2 separate regions of the Mus musculus genome follow, and region 2 is linked to region 1. A link is a contact called in public HiChIP or PLAC-seq data. All regions are on one chromosome and are shown on one strand. Each heading gives the region's core, a stretch centred on a gene start, on an enhancer-like site or on the middle of the called end of the contact. The rest is flanking DNA. Distances are from core to core; before and after follow the strand shown. Region 1 overlaps Mm2pr (macrophage M2 polarization regulator). Region 2 overlaps Gm38753 (a long non-coding RNA gene).

Region 1 (6,178 bases), core at 1,479-3,978:
TTCATTGTGCAGTAGGGTTGCTACAGCCAGTCTTACTGAATGGTCTGTATTGAGTTTAGAGTTACAGACTCTTAGGCACTCAGTTTCCACCATGCAAGGCAGCGTAGAACATAGTGTTATACCCTTGGGTCCATTTCATAAGGTGCAACCATGACTATGAGAAGGGTCCGAGCACGGCCTCAAAGACTGCAGAGGATCGCCGATAAAGTTCTTATAAATATGACTTTGGGAGTGCTGTCACTAGTGACCGTGACAGTGAAGTCTCAGGGAAACCTCTTACAACACAAGGGTTGGCTCATTGCTGTCAAAACCTGCTGAGAGCCACGGCCGCTGATTGTCTCTCCAGGCACCAGGCAGAGAACAGCATGCAGCAGCATTGATCAGTTCTCCACTATTAAAAAGCCAGCTGGAGAGATGGCTCAGTGGTTAAGAGCACTGACTGCTCTTCTGAAGGTCCTGAGTTCAAATCCCAGCAACCACATGGTGGCTTACAACCATCCATAATGAGATCTGACGCCCTCTTCTGGTGTAACTGATGCTATAGTGTACTTACATATAATAATAAATAAGTCTTTAAAATTATATTAAAAACAACCGAACTTAGTTTCCACAGCTAAAATATTTTGGCCACAATACATCTGTTACTAAAATAAACTTTTGTTTTGTCTTCTTTTGTTGAGATCCTATCTCCCTGTCCGTGGTTTGGGCTGGTCTACAGCTCACTGTGGTACCCCAGGCTGGCTTCAAACTGACAGCCATCCTTCAGCCTCATCCTTCCGAATGCTGGGATTACAGTTATGAGCCACCCTATCCGGCTTTGAAATAAATTCTTTATTGAGAAACTAGATAGGTTTGTAGTTACTCATTTAATTTTTACTACCTTGTAAATTAAAGGGCATTGTTAAAAGTAGGAAAGCAGCTAATAAAACGTAACCAAGTTGTTAATAACACACTGGACACACAAAACCCGTGGGCATATCTGAGCAGTGAGACTTCTTAATCTGCAGTTGGTCAGCCTCACGCTGTTGGAACACTGCCAATGGCAACAGGAAAAAGAAGATTCTGAGTTACTTTGCTTAGAACCTAAATACAGAATTATAGAAAAAAATAATAATTCTGTTAGTGTAACAGAAGAAAATGTTTCATTTATTACTAGCCAGGAAGTATCAGTGTTAGCCAGAGAGACCCTTCCAGAAATTAAATTTGTGGGGATTTTTCTGTAAGTAGAAAACTTCTAGATACCTCTAAGCACAAGGACCGGGCCATGGAGCAGACCTTTTAATCTCACACTTAACTGTCCTTGGAATGCTGGGCTGGTAGACTCCTTGCTGATGCAGGTGCTGGCTGGTGATGCCTTTTTATCTCCCAAACTGCACAGTCAGCATCCCGGGGCCCACTCCTATGTGGCCTTGTCATTATCACATGACCCAGCCCATCTCTGCTTTGCAGAGCCAATTCCTTGTGATTGGCTAGCCTTGTGCCTTTCTGGAAACTCGTGGGCTTGGCGCTAACCCAAGAGACCAAATGCTTCCTCCCTGGTACAGTGGTCACAGGCCAAGCTCTGCTCCTGCATGCTAGCAGTCAGCCCAGGACACTGTATCAACTTCAGTTTTATTCACTTATTTATTTGCCGCTGCTAGTGACCACATGTTAGGCATGCCCTGTGGCCCCACCTGCATCTTTACATGTGGGGGCTCTGTCATCACCTCTCCAAAGATGTGTCTCTAAGATTCCCAAGTCCTTTCACAGGTGTGCTTTGTTTTTCTCGCTCACTTTCCAGAAGTAGGTCATTTATACCTCTGTTAACTGACACTGCTCTTGGGAGGTGTTTATGACTACAAACACCTGCAGAAGAATTACTCTGATTCAGAAGTTTGTGTGCGAGTCAATATCAACTCCATTTTAAGGTAGATGATATGTAGATTTGTTTCTATGAATAAAGTATCAATCCCAGCACTTGGGAGGCTGAGACAGGAGGGTCATACATGAGACCCTGGTTACAAGAAGAAAATGAAACACTGAAAAAAATTGAAAGTGTAAAAGAAAAATTAAAATGAGCTGGGCACTGGTGGCTTAGACCTTGAATCCCAGCACTTGGGAGGCAGAGGAAAGAAGGTTTCTTGTCAGTTCGAGACCAGCCTGGTCTACACAGTGAGTTCTAGGACAGCCAAAACGACATAGTGAGACCATGTCTCAAAATGAAGCAAGACAAAAGAATATAAAGTATAAACTCATGGAGGTAATTACACTGACAGGCACATACACCCAGAGACCCCCCCCCACTTCTTATTTATTTATTTATTCATTTATTTATTTATTTATTTAATGTATGTGAGTACACTATTGCTCTCTTCTGAAACACCAGAAGAGGGCATTGGATCCCATTACAGATGGTTGTGAGACACCATATGGTTGCTGGGAATTGAACTCAGGACCTCTGGAAGAACAGTCAGTGCTCTTAACCACTGAGCTATCTCTCCAGCACCCCCTACTTCACCTTCTAATCATAACCCCCATACTCACCATGATGCTGGGAGCTATCTGCAGAGTAGCGGGGAGGGCTCCCTCTAGCTAGATACTGACAGTCTCGGGAACTCAGTATGAATTAGTTCCCAATGGGTCCCAAGCGTTTCCCTGTACTGCTGAGAACCTGCCACCAGTCACCAGCCTTGGCTGCTGTTCATCCTTGATGACAAACACTGGCTCTCTGCCTCCCGTTTCTAGAGCAACATGTTTACCTCTATGCACTGAGGCCACCTCTGCCCTACAAGCCCTTGCTGGGCTGACCTAGGTCCCTACTCCACATGTCCGTTGCTCCTCGGGCTTCAGTACTGTTGCCGCTCCTCCTCCTCTGTCCTGTGGCTCATTTTGTTACTTCCTTCACAGGGGGAAGAAAGGAATTGAGGCCAGCTCTTTCCCCAGGCCTCTTTACACGTAGAAATTTGCCTCCTCTACAGGCTCCTTTCTTCCCTGTTGTCTCTCAGGGGAAGATATTTACCTCACACAGCCTTTCGCAACTCTCCAGAAACATAGTTTCACCCACTGCCACACTTCCATTCTCTGATGGGTTAATGTCTTGCCCCGCATTTCCTTCTGGCCAATCAGCCTGACTCTCCTGATGAGTGCCTGCCATTTACTGTATTGCTTCTCTTAGAAATGATGTTCCTTCCTAAGTGAGAAGGATATATGCAAACTCCATTTTGCTGTTATTGTAATTTTTCCTTTGTAAACCACGCCATGTCCCTGCTTCCTAATTAGTGCCTGCTTGAAGGTTTCACCCCCTGCAGATCCACTGTGCTCCCCCCGCAAGAGAGGGCTCTTGCTAATGTTTCCCATTTCCCAACACAAAAAAGATAACGTTTTATCATTTTCTTACTTTGCGTCTCTGCAATGTGAGACCGTGGTATCGGCCAAGGCATACACCTCTTCTGATCTCCAAAAACCCTCTTCCTTCCTCCACCTCCCTCTACCTCAATCTAGTGTTTTCCTGGAAAGCCTGGTTGGAGGTCCCTCTTTCCTCTCCTTATTCAAGAAATGCTTGCTAATGTAGACCTTGGGGCTGCAGAGGGATGTATGGAATTCCCACTGTGCCCTGCCAAAGCTCACAGGACACAAGGAAAGAGAAACAGATCCAGGAAGAAAACATAACACACAATTGCTGTCTCTGACGAGTGCTGTGAGAGCCCAGGGGAGGTGCTTCTAGCCTTGCTGTCTGGGAACACCTGACATGCAGTGCGGGCACAGGCACGTGTGTCACTGCACACTGCCTTTCTGACTCTTTCCAATGAGAGATTTTAGTGAATGAATGCCTATCTGTCTTACTCACACTCTTAACTATTTAATAATCGTCACTCACAAGCCCTTCTACAATCTGCCCCTTCCAACTGGAGATATTTTTAGCCTTTTAATAATACACGGTCTCCTTAGCTTCCAATTAGTATCTGAGTAGAGACTTGAGCTTAGTACATATTCGCAATCGCTGAGTTTGCTTATCAAACCAGAGCAGGAGCAGATGGAACCCTACAGAATCCCAGGTACCCATCTATTTGAGTCTGAATTTCACCCACTTTCCCCCATGTAGCTATCTAAATTTAGATGTCATACATTTGTGTAGGCAACCTACAAACGACGCTTGCATGAACACATTCCTTCTCGATAAGCCATATTGGTGCTCTTTGGATTCACTACATGGTTGGATTCCCATTTCCATCATTTCAGTTCTCATGGGTTATTTAAAGTCCTTCCTCAGAGAAGCAAAGCTGGTAATCCAGCACGGCGAGTCTGGGGCTCCGACGGGGCTCCGCAGTTAACAGCCCATCGTTCTGTGTGGCCATCATGGAGAGGCATCGTCTTGTGGAGGCAGTTCTCAGGTGGTGAGCCTCCGTGGCCATCCTCAAGGCACTCAAAGCTCAACAAGCCTTGTCAGGGAAGATCTGAGGCTGCAATTTTCTACAGTGTTCAATCTAACTCCACCCTTAGGCAAAGGATAGTCGCCGTTAATTGGTGACATTTTCCATTCTCAATGCTGGATTGATGCATCGAGCATCTCACGAGTAGTAGCCAGCTAGGGGTATTGCTGAACATCAACTAAGGTGTGGGACAACCTCCTCTCACTCCAAAGTATCACCACCGAGGTGGGGGAAGTGCTGATCTTAGAGACAGAGAAATGTAATAATCCAGGGATGTAAGAAAGAAATTTTCTAATCCTAAAGATGTTTTCCAAGGGTGCTTTTGATTAAAATAATAGTAGCCCGTAGATCCAGAGTCCACTGGTGAAATGTGTAGGCCCTCATTCAGCATGCACAAAGCAGACAACAGCAACTTTGGTTCTTGCCTTGAGGTTAGACTGGTGGCCCCTAGATGTCAGCATGTTTGACAGTGGAGGCAGGAGATGCGGAGAGGTCCGTGGGCCACCCCAGAAGCCCTGATGCTCCAGAGGCTTTGCCTTCCTGGGGATACTAGTGAATCTGGCTGTAGTCTTTCTTAAAAACTAGATGTTCTTTGTGGAATTAAGCAATCTCCCATGGTTTGGGAAGTCAACATTTGTAGTATCTGTGAGACACAAGATTTGATTGTCTCAAGCCAGGTCTGAGGGTTACACACACCCATAAATCAGCGCTCACGAGGTGGAGGTTGGAGCATCCCAAATTCAAAGTTGTCCCTGATGACCAAGTGAGTTCCTGGTAGCTGGGGATACAGGAGTGCTGTCTCAAAACAAACTAAGCAACAGCAGCAAAGCAAAACAACCAAAGGTTTGACCGCCACTGTCGGGATGTCTAGACAAGGGATTCATAGCCCGTGGCTGCTAGTGACAGACTGGAATTTATTAAGAATTACGTGGCATTGCTAAGAAGCCCAATCATTTGAACACTTAAGTTCTCTCAAACGGGCCAGGTTCAACATCGTCTGACCTTATGAAAGGAGGTTGTCTCATGGTATAGGCCTGTATTCCCAGCATTGGAGCTACATAGCCTCCCTCCCCTCCCCCCAAAAGTCTCTTAAATGTCACTTGTATATTCTTTTAAGCTGTATTCGTTTATTTATTTATACATTTCAGGTTTTGTGCTAGGCAAGAACTCTGCCACAGAGTACCTCAGGCACCTCAATTCTCTTTTAAATATATTTTCTTCTTCTGTTTTTTTGTTTTGTTTTGTTTTGTTTTGTTTTGTTTTGTTTTGTTTTCTACCTAGGCTTTTGACCCATGCTTGTAATTCCAAGCACTTAGAAGTCTGAGACCGGAGGACTGCCTCAGGGCTAGTCTGGGCTTTCATAGTGAGTTCCAGGTGATTCGGGTTATAGTAGGAGACATTGCCACACACTAAGAATATAGGCATTAATTAGTCCTTCCAGTGATGTGTACTTCTGCCACACCAACATAAATGGAATTACAGGAAATGATCAAACTATAGGAATCAGCGTCTGGAATATTTCAGTTACTCATTTTCCTCTGAAAGAGCAATCAGGCAGTTAGCATGGTAAGTCTCTAGCTGAGGCTCCAGGCTGCCATGGAAATGCCTCTGTCCCACATTCTCCTGGGAAGGCTCCAAAGGAGCTACAGGAGACAGCCCCTAGAGTCCTCACTCTCTCCACGACCCTTTCTGTAATCGTCTCTGCTCAGGTTCAGGGGGGCTGTGTGATGCTGTATATATGACATGGCAGCTTTAGCATAGATCTTTCT
Region 2 (6,178 bases), core at 2,551-5,050, 220 kb before region 1:
TCAGATGAAACATAGTAACTAGGAAATAATAGCTCAGGGTTATCCATAGGGAAATGGGTTCTAACAGCATGGAAGGTGGACAGTTACCTAGCTATTGTGCCTTATTTAAAATATAAAGACTGTGCGTGTGTTTTATTGCGGAACGTAAACGGTTTAAGGTGGGGAGAAATCCCATGCCATGATTATTTTTTTTTAAATATGTTTTGCTACACACCGTAAGCATGGGTAGGGCTGCTCGTGTGTATCTCGCGGCGCCTCCATCTTCCAGGTAATCGCCTCTGCAGCGCTTTCATGGCATGAGAACACTGCTTTATACCGTCCATGTTACTTTAAAGACAACTAGAAATCTGACCTGGTAGCTCTATCTCCCAGGCAACCCACCCTGCAGGGAAAAAAATCACATCTCAGAAGAGCAGATTCAGGCCAATTACAAAACCAAGGCTTCTTTTGTTGTTCGTGTGTGTTCTACTTATAACCAGTGAAGCCGACATAGGTGTGTGCTCTGTGATACTTTATACACCCTTGACATTTTGGTAACCATGCAGGGACAGACCCTTCAGGTATAACCCGGGGGGGGGGGGGGCGGGGAGGGAAGAGGGAGGAAGGGAGACAGAGATCACTCCACTATTTTGAAAACAATCAAACCAGCTGTTTGCCTGTAGCTTCAGAGGCTTAGTCCGTTGTCGTTACAGCAGGAAATGTGGTGGTAAGCATGGCAGGCAGGCATGGTGCTGGAGAAGGAGCTGAGAGCTATATCCTGACCCGAACACACACACACACACACACACACACACAGATGGGGGTGGTGGTCAGTCTGCCATGAGCTTTTGAAACTTCAAAGCTCATCCCCAGCGTCACACTTCTTCTAAAACGGCCATGCCTTTGGTCTTAGTTAGGGTTTTACTGCAATGAACAGACACCATGACCCAAACAACTCTTATAAGGACAACATTTAATTGGGGCTGGCTTACAGGTTCAGAGGTTCGGTCCATTATTATCAAGGCGTTGTTCTGAGTCTCATTTGCTCTTGATGCCTGTGTGTCAATCTCTACAGAGGACCAATGAGAGCACATGGAAGATGCGGTGCTTCGAAGTTCTCACCACACACCCTGCTCCCAGGTCCATCACCAGATGTATGAAGAATTTTTACAGGAAACTGAGAGGAAAGGGGTCTGCCCACCTTAGAGGGCAGAGTAAGAACAGCACACAGGTAGCTGAATAGCTGCCTTACTTTGCTAAGATTGTGGTCTATGATGTCCGGACAGCTTTCCTGAGCTTGGCACAAAATGGAGGGCTCCCTCTTCATAGTGGGGCTTTCCTCTTCTCTGTCTGATCTGGGGAACCCAACCCATGGTCTCCCTGGGGAATGTCACATAATCCCTGGTGGAATCACAGATTCAACTTCCTGGAATTCCTCTCCATGCAAATGAGGTATTCCCCAGCACCTTAAGCCTCAGTCAATGAAACTTCACCCTAAGAAGAACCCCTTCCCACTCCCCAAGGTTCATATATATAGCTTTTGGTTCACCCCAAATAAAGTGTATGTGTACAAGTTCATCCTCAATAAAGGTATGTGCACAAGCTAAGATCGGCTCAGAGAGCTGTTTCAGTGAAGATTATCGAAGAAGGCCTTCGTCTAAAAGAGCTGTAACACTAAAGTCATCAGAGAAAGCCTCCCTGGGCCCCACACCCCCGTGCCCCCGCGCCCCCATGCCCCCGAATCCCATGCTCCCATGCCCCCTCCGGCACTCACTCCCAGCTGCTTCAGGATCCTGTAGACCTCACCCATTACAGACTCCACTTCATCCCTCCAGCCCAGTGTGCAGTGGCATCAGGACACTCCAAAAGGAGTCACAGTGAACCCTATTGGAAGTGTCCAATGAGGGCAACAACCTTGATTCCTTCCTGAGATGCATACCTTATCTCAGCTGCCAGAATCATCCCTTGTCCCTATGGAGGGAAGAGAAGCCACAGGAGGGATAGAGATCCGAGGGAAAATGCATGGTGTCCCTGTCACAATCATTTCTCCTTCAACAGGTGTGCACTGCCCAATGGGCTTGATGCAGAGGCCAAGGAGGCAGAGGGTACCTAACACAGAGCCTGTCTTGGCCCAGAGGACTTATGCCTCACTCTTTCTCCATGTATGTGCTGAAAAGCTCCCCAAAGCCCCTTTCCCTGGGCATGTTAGCTCCATGGCTGGAAGAAGCCACCCTAGGTCCAATTTGGGACCTTGGAATAGTGTTTTGTGAGGTGGATTTACAATAACTCTACTGCCTATTAATGCTTGTGGTCACTTACAGTTCAGGACTATCCTTCAAGCTGGACTGCTACCAGCTTCATCAGATCAGCCGTGCTTTCTTGCCAAAGAGCATCACAACTGAGCTTGTTGGCTGTTGCTATTCCTTTGTAGAAGGAGGGTGTGAAGGGTGTGATGGTTTGAATAAGATGGCTCTCATAGGATCATATATTTGAATGCTTTAGTCAGCAGAGAGTGGCGCTATTTGAAAGGATTAGAAGGATTAGGAGGTGGGATGGTTTATATCTGCTTGGGCCAGGGAGTGGCACTGTTATGAGGTGTGGCCTTGTTGGAGTAGGTGTGGCTTTGTTGGAGTGGGTGTGGTCTTGTTGGAGTGGGTGTGCCACTATGGGCGTGGGCTTATGACCCTCATCTTAGCCACCTGGAAGCCAGTCTTCTACTAGTTGTCTTCAGATGAAGATGCAGAACTCTCAACTCCTTCTGTGCCATGCCTGCCTGGATACTGCCATGTTCCCGCCTTGATAATAATGGACTGAACCTCTGAACCTGTAAGCCAGCCCCAATTAAATGTTGTCCTTATAAGAGTTGCTTGGGTCATGGTGTCTGTTCATTGCAGTAAAACCCTAACTAAGACCATAGGCATGGCCGTTTTAGAAGTGTGACACTGGGGATGAGCTTTGAAGTTTCAAAAGCTCATGGCAGACTGACCACCACCCCCATCTGTGTGTGTGTGTGTGTGTGTGTGTGTGTGTGTGTGGTGTGTGTTTGTGTGTGTGTGTGTGTGTGTGTGTGTGTGTGTGGTGTGTGTATATGTGTGTGTGTGTGTGTGTGGTGTGTGTGTGTGTGTGTGTGGTGTGTGTGTGTGTGTGTGTGTGGTGTGTGTGTGTGTGTGTGTGTGTGTGGTGTGTGTGTGTGTGTGTGTGGTGTGTGTGTGTGTGTGTGTGTGGTGTGTGTGTGTGTGTGTGTGTGGTGTGTGTGTGTGTGTGTGTGTGTGGTGTGTGTGTGTATGTGTGTGTGTGTGGTGTGTGTGTGTGTGTGTGTGGTGTGTGTGTGTGTGTGTGTGTGTGTGGTGTGTGTGTGTGTGTGGTGTGTGTGTGTGTGTGTGGTGTGTGTGTGTGTGTGTGTGGTGTGTGTGTGTGTGTGTGTGTGTGGTGTGTGTGTGTGTGTGTGTGTGTGTTTGGTGTGTGTGTGTGTGTGTTTGGTGTGTGTGTGTGTGTGTGTGTGTGTGTGTGTGTGTGGTGTGTGTGTGTGTGTGTGTGTGTGTGTGTGTGTGTGTGTGTGTGTTCGGGTCAGGATATAGCTCTCAGCTCCTTCTCCAGCACCATGCCTGCCTGCCATGCTTACCACCACATTTCCTGCTGTAACGACAACGGACTAAGCCTCTGAAGCTACAGGCAAGACCCCAATTAAATTATTGCATTTCTAAGAGTTGCCCTGGATGTGGTGTGTCCTCACAGCGATAGAACAGTGACTAGGATGGAGGGGAAGGGAAGGTCACGTATCCAGTCACCTCCTCTCCTCCCACCAGCTGTATGCAATTCTGCTCTTATTGAAAGCGGGTTCTTGAGGAGGAGGAGCTAGAGTATAATGTGGGGAGAGGCTCGAGGAGCCGGGCTCTGCCTTTGTGGCCATGGGAGACCTTCCAGTGCGGCTGCCTTAAGACCACCAGTGTTCTTGCTCATAACCCCTCTCTCAGTGCACTCCAACCAAGCCTGATGAACTCCCTGGCTCCCCAGAGGGAACTCTAGAATAATCACACCTCCACTTGTCATACGGACCTTAGAAGGTGTGCACATGTTGCTTCTGTCTCCATCAAGGAAGGGATTATAGCGATGAAGATTGTACAGCCATGTAAAAGATGGGGCACATAGGTTGAAACTCAGAGCTCAGGCCCCCTTCCCTGGATCCTCTCAGCAGGCCTGTGGTTCTCGTGGCCACCTTGTGCAAACACTGGCAGCTGGGGAACACACACAGGAATGTAAGTACCAAGAATGGTGGGAGCTGTCAGATCCACTAGGGCCCATTCTAAGGGGTCTAAATGCACAGGGCACATTCAAAGGCCTCTAGAAGAAGATCTGAGACCCCATAAAACACCAAGAGACTCTCATTACTCATCCCCTCCCCCCTTTTCCCTACTCCCTCTTGCTCTGGCTCCACATGCTCTGGGCCACTGCTCGCTCTGGTTCATAGGTTATCATCATCATCATCATTATTATTATTATTATTACTATTATTATTAGACACCATGTGGTTGCTTGGATTTGAACTCATGACCTTCAGAAGAGCAGTCAGTGCTCTTAACCACTGAGCCATCTCACCAGCCCTCATTACTCATTATTACTTAACTCCAGTAATAATAATAGCTTATGCTGGAATAGAGCTTGTTGAAAGAAAGGAGAAAACTGAACTGAAGATTTTTGGGCCTATTTCAGAATAAAGGAACTCACCCTTGTAATCTGAGCAGGGGACCTATCATCTACTCCTGGCAGGTGCATCACTCTATAAAACCGGGTCTGTTTCTGCCTTCCTCACAATAACCCAGGACCAGTGTGGCTGCAGAGAAATGGGTGGAAAGTGAAGCCAGCGCCCACCATGGAAGAAGAGTGGAGACAACATGGCAGTAGAATGCACATCCCTGCCTGAGAGTGTGAGCTAAACACCTCGCAGAGCCACCAGCCCAGATCTACCATCAGAATCACTGAGGGCTTTGTTTGGGAGCGGGAGGGGTCCTCCAAATAGATGGGGTCAGCAGCAGGTTCTGCATCCAGGTGTTGGGTCAAGAGGGTTCTGTGTGTGTGCATGTGCGTGTGCGTGTGTGTGTTGAGGCTAGAGAACAACCCTAGGTGTCATCTTCAGAAATGCTGTCCACCTCTTTTTGGGTGTGGTTTCTTTCTGGCCTGGAGCCTATCAATTAGGCTAACCCATCTGGCTAACAAGTCCCATGATTCTCCTCCTCTCCCTCCCCAGCTCTGGGATTACAAGCATGCACCACCACAGCCGATCTTCTAACACTGTTTCTGGACATCTCAAGTCCTCCTGATTACAAGCAAAGCATTTCACTAATTAAGCAATCTTCCCAGCCCAGAAAACGGAGGATGGAGAGATAACTTATTGATTTAAAGCACTTGCTACTCTGGAAGAGGATCCATCCCAGCACCCACCCCAAGTGGAGGCTCACAACCATCCTGTAACTTCAGTTCCAGGGGACCTAGTGCCCTCTTCTGTTCTTCCAAAGTACTGCATGCATATAATACATATAAATACATGTAGGTAAAACATCCACACACAGATTGATAGATAGATAGATAGATAGATAGATAGATAGATAGATGGATGGATGGATGGATGGATGGATGGATGGATGGATGGATGGTTAGGCAGGCAGGCAGACAGACAGACAGACAGACAGACAGCACTGGGCCTCCCACAGCCTGCAATACAAAAGCTTGCAGCACACCCTCCCAAAGAGGTACCAGCTGAATCTCTCACAGTCTTCTGAGAAGTGACAGGTTGCAACCTCTCTTCCCCCAACAGAAAGTGACCTTTTCACTTGAGCTATTGGACATGATAGAGCAAAATGGAAGACACAAGACTGATAGCATTTACAGAAAGCAGGAAAGGGGGACAGAGAGAATATTCCATACTTCCTTTTCTCTGAGTACCTTCAAAACCTTCAGCCACATCAAAAGCAATGTTCTCATTGAGCTAATACCAGTGTTATCAGAGGGACCTGTGGGTTGGGTGGAACATCCCACTAGACAGAAGACCTGGTAAGGTTAAAGCAGGCTCAAAACCCCCAGAAATTGTCACAATTGAGAACTGTAGGTGTTAGAACCAGCTTGAGGCCAGGGTCTACCTGTTCTGGAATACATAACCATGAGACCTCATTGAGAGAGTCGTAAAAACTGGTCATATAGAATA

Evidence for each region. HiChIP or PLAC-seq counts read pairs in DNA pulled down with a chosen protein or histone mark.
Region 2: a contact with region 1 is called in an H3K27ac HiChIP or PLAC-seq map of double positive thymocytes, with 5 times the contacts expected there. The contact joins two enhancer-like sites. A contact is called at or near these places in 3 of 39 promoter capture datasets (the 3T3-L1 cell line, liver and maxillary cranial neural crest), 2 of 484 Hi-C or Micro-C datasets (bone marrow-derived macrophages and nephron progenitors) and 2 of 115 datasets of contacts at active chromatin or transcription factors (double positive thymocytes and regulatory T cell precursor).

Annotation. Positions count from the first base shown.
Region 1 is chr5:149,132,486-149,138,663 of GRCm38.p6, reverse strand. All of the region lies in intron 1 of Mm2pr (macrophage M2 polarization regulator), which reads left to right. Among named protein-coding and RNA genes, the nearest start is that of Gm42788, 8.7 kb to the left of the region's middle. Within about 2 kb of position 2,728, at least 22 of the 459 cell types and tissues checked have an H3K27ac peak or open chromatin away from gene starts, as enhancers often do. A contact at or near this core is called in double positive thymocytes, where this site is marked.
Region 2 is chr5:149,356,448-149,362,625 of GRCm38.p6, reverse strand. Gm38753 (a long non-coding RNA gene) reads left to right here. Exons shown (of 3, transcript XR_868733.3): 3 at 1,055-1,609. Among named protein-coding and RNA genes, the nearest start is that of Gm38753, 8.0 kb to the left of the region's middle. Within about 2 kb of position 3,800, at least 3 of the 459 cell types and tissues checked have an H3K27ac peak or open chromatin away from gene starts, as enhancers often do. A contact at or near this core is called in double positive thymocytes, where this site is marked.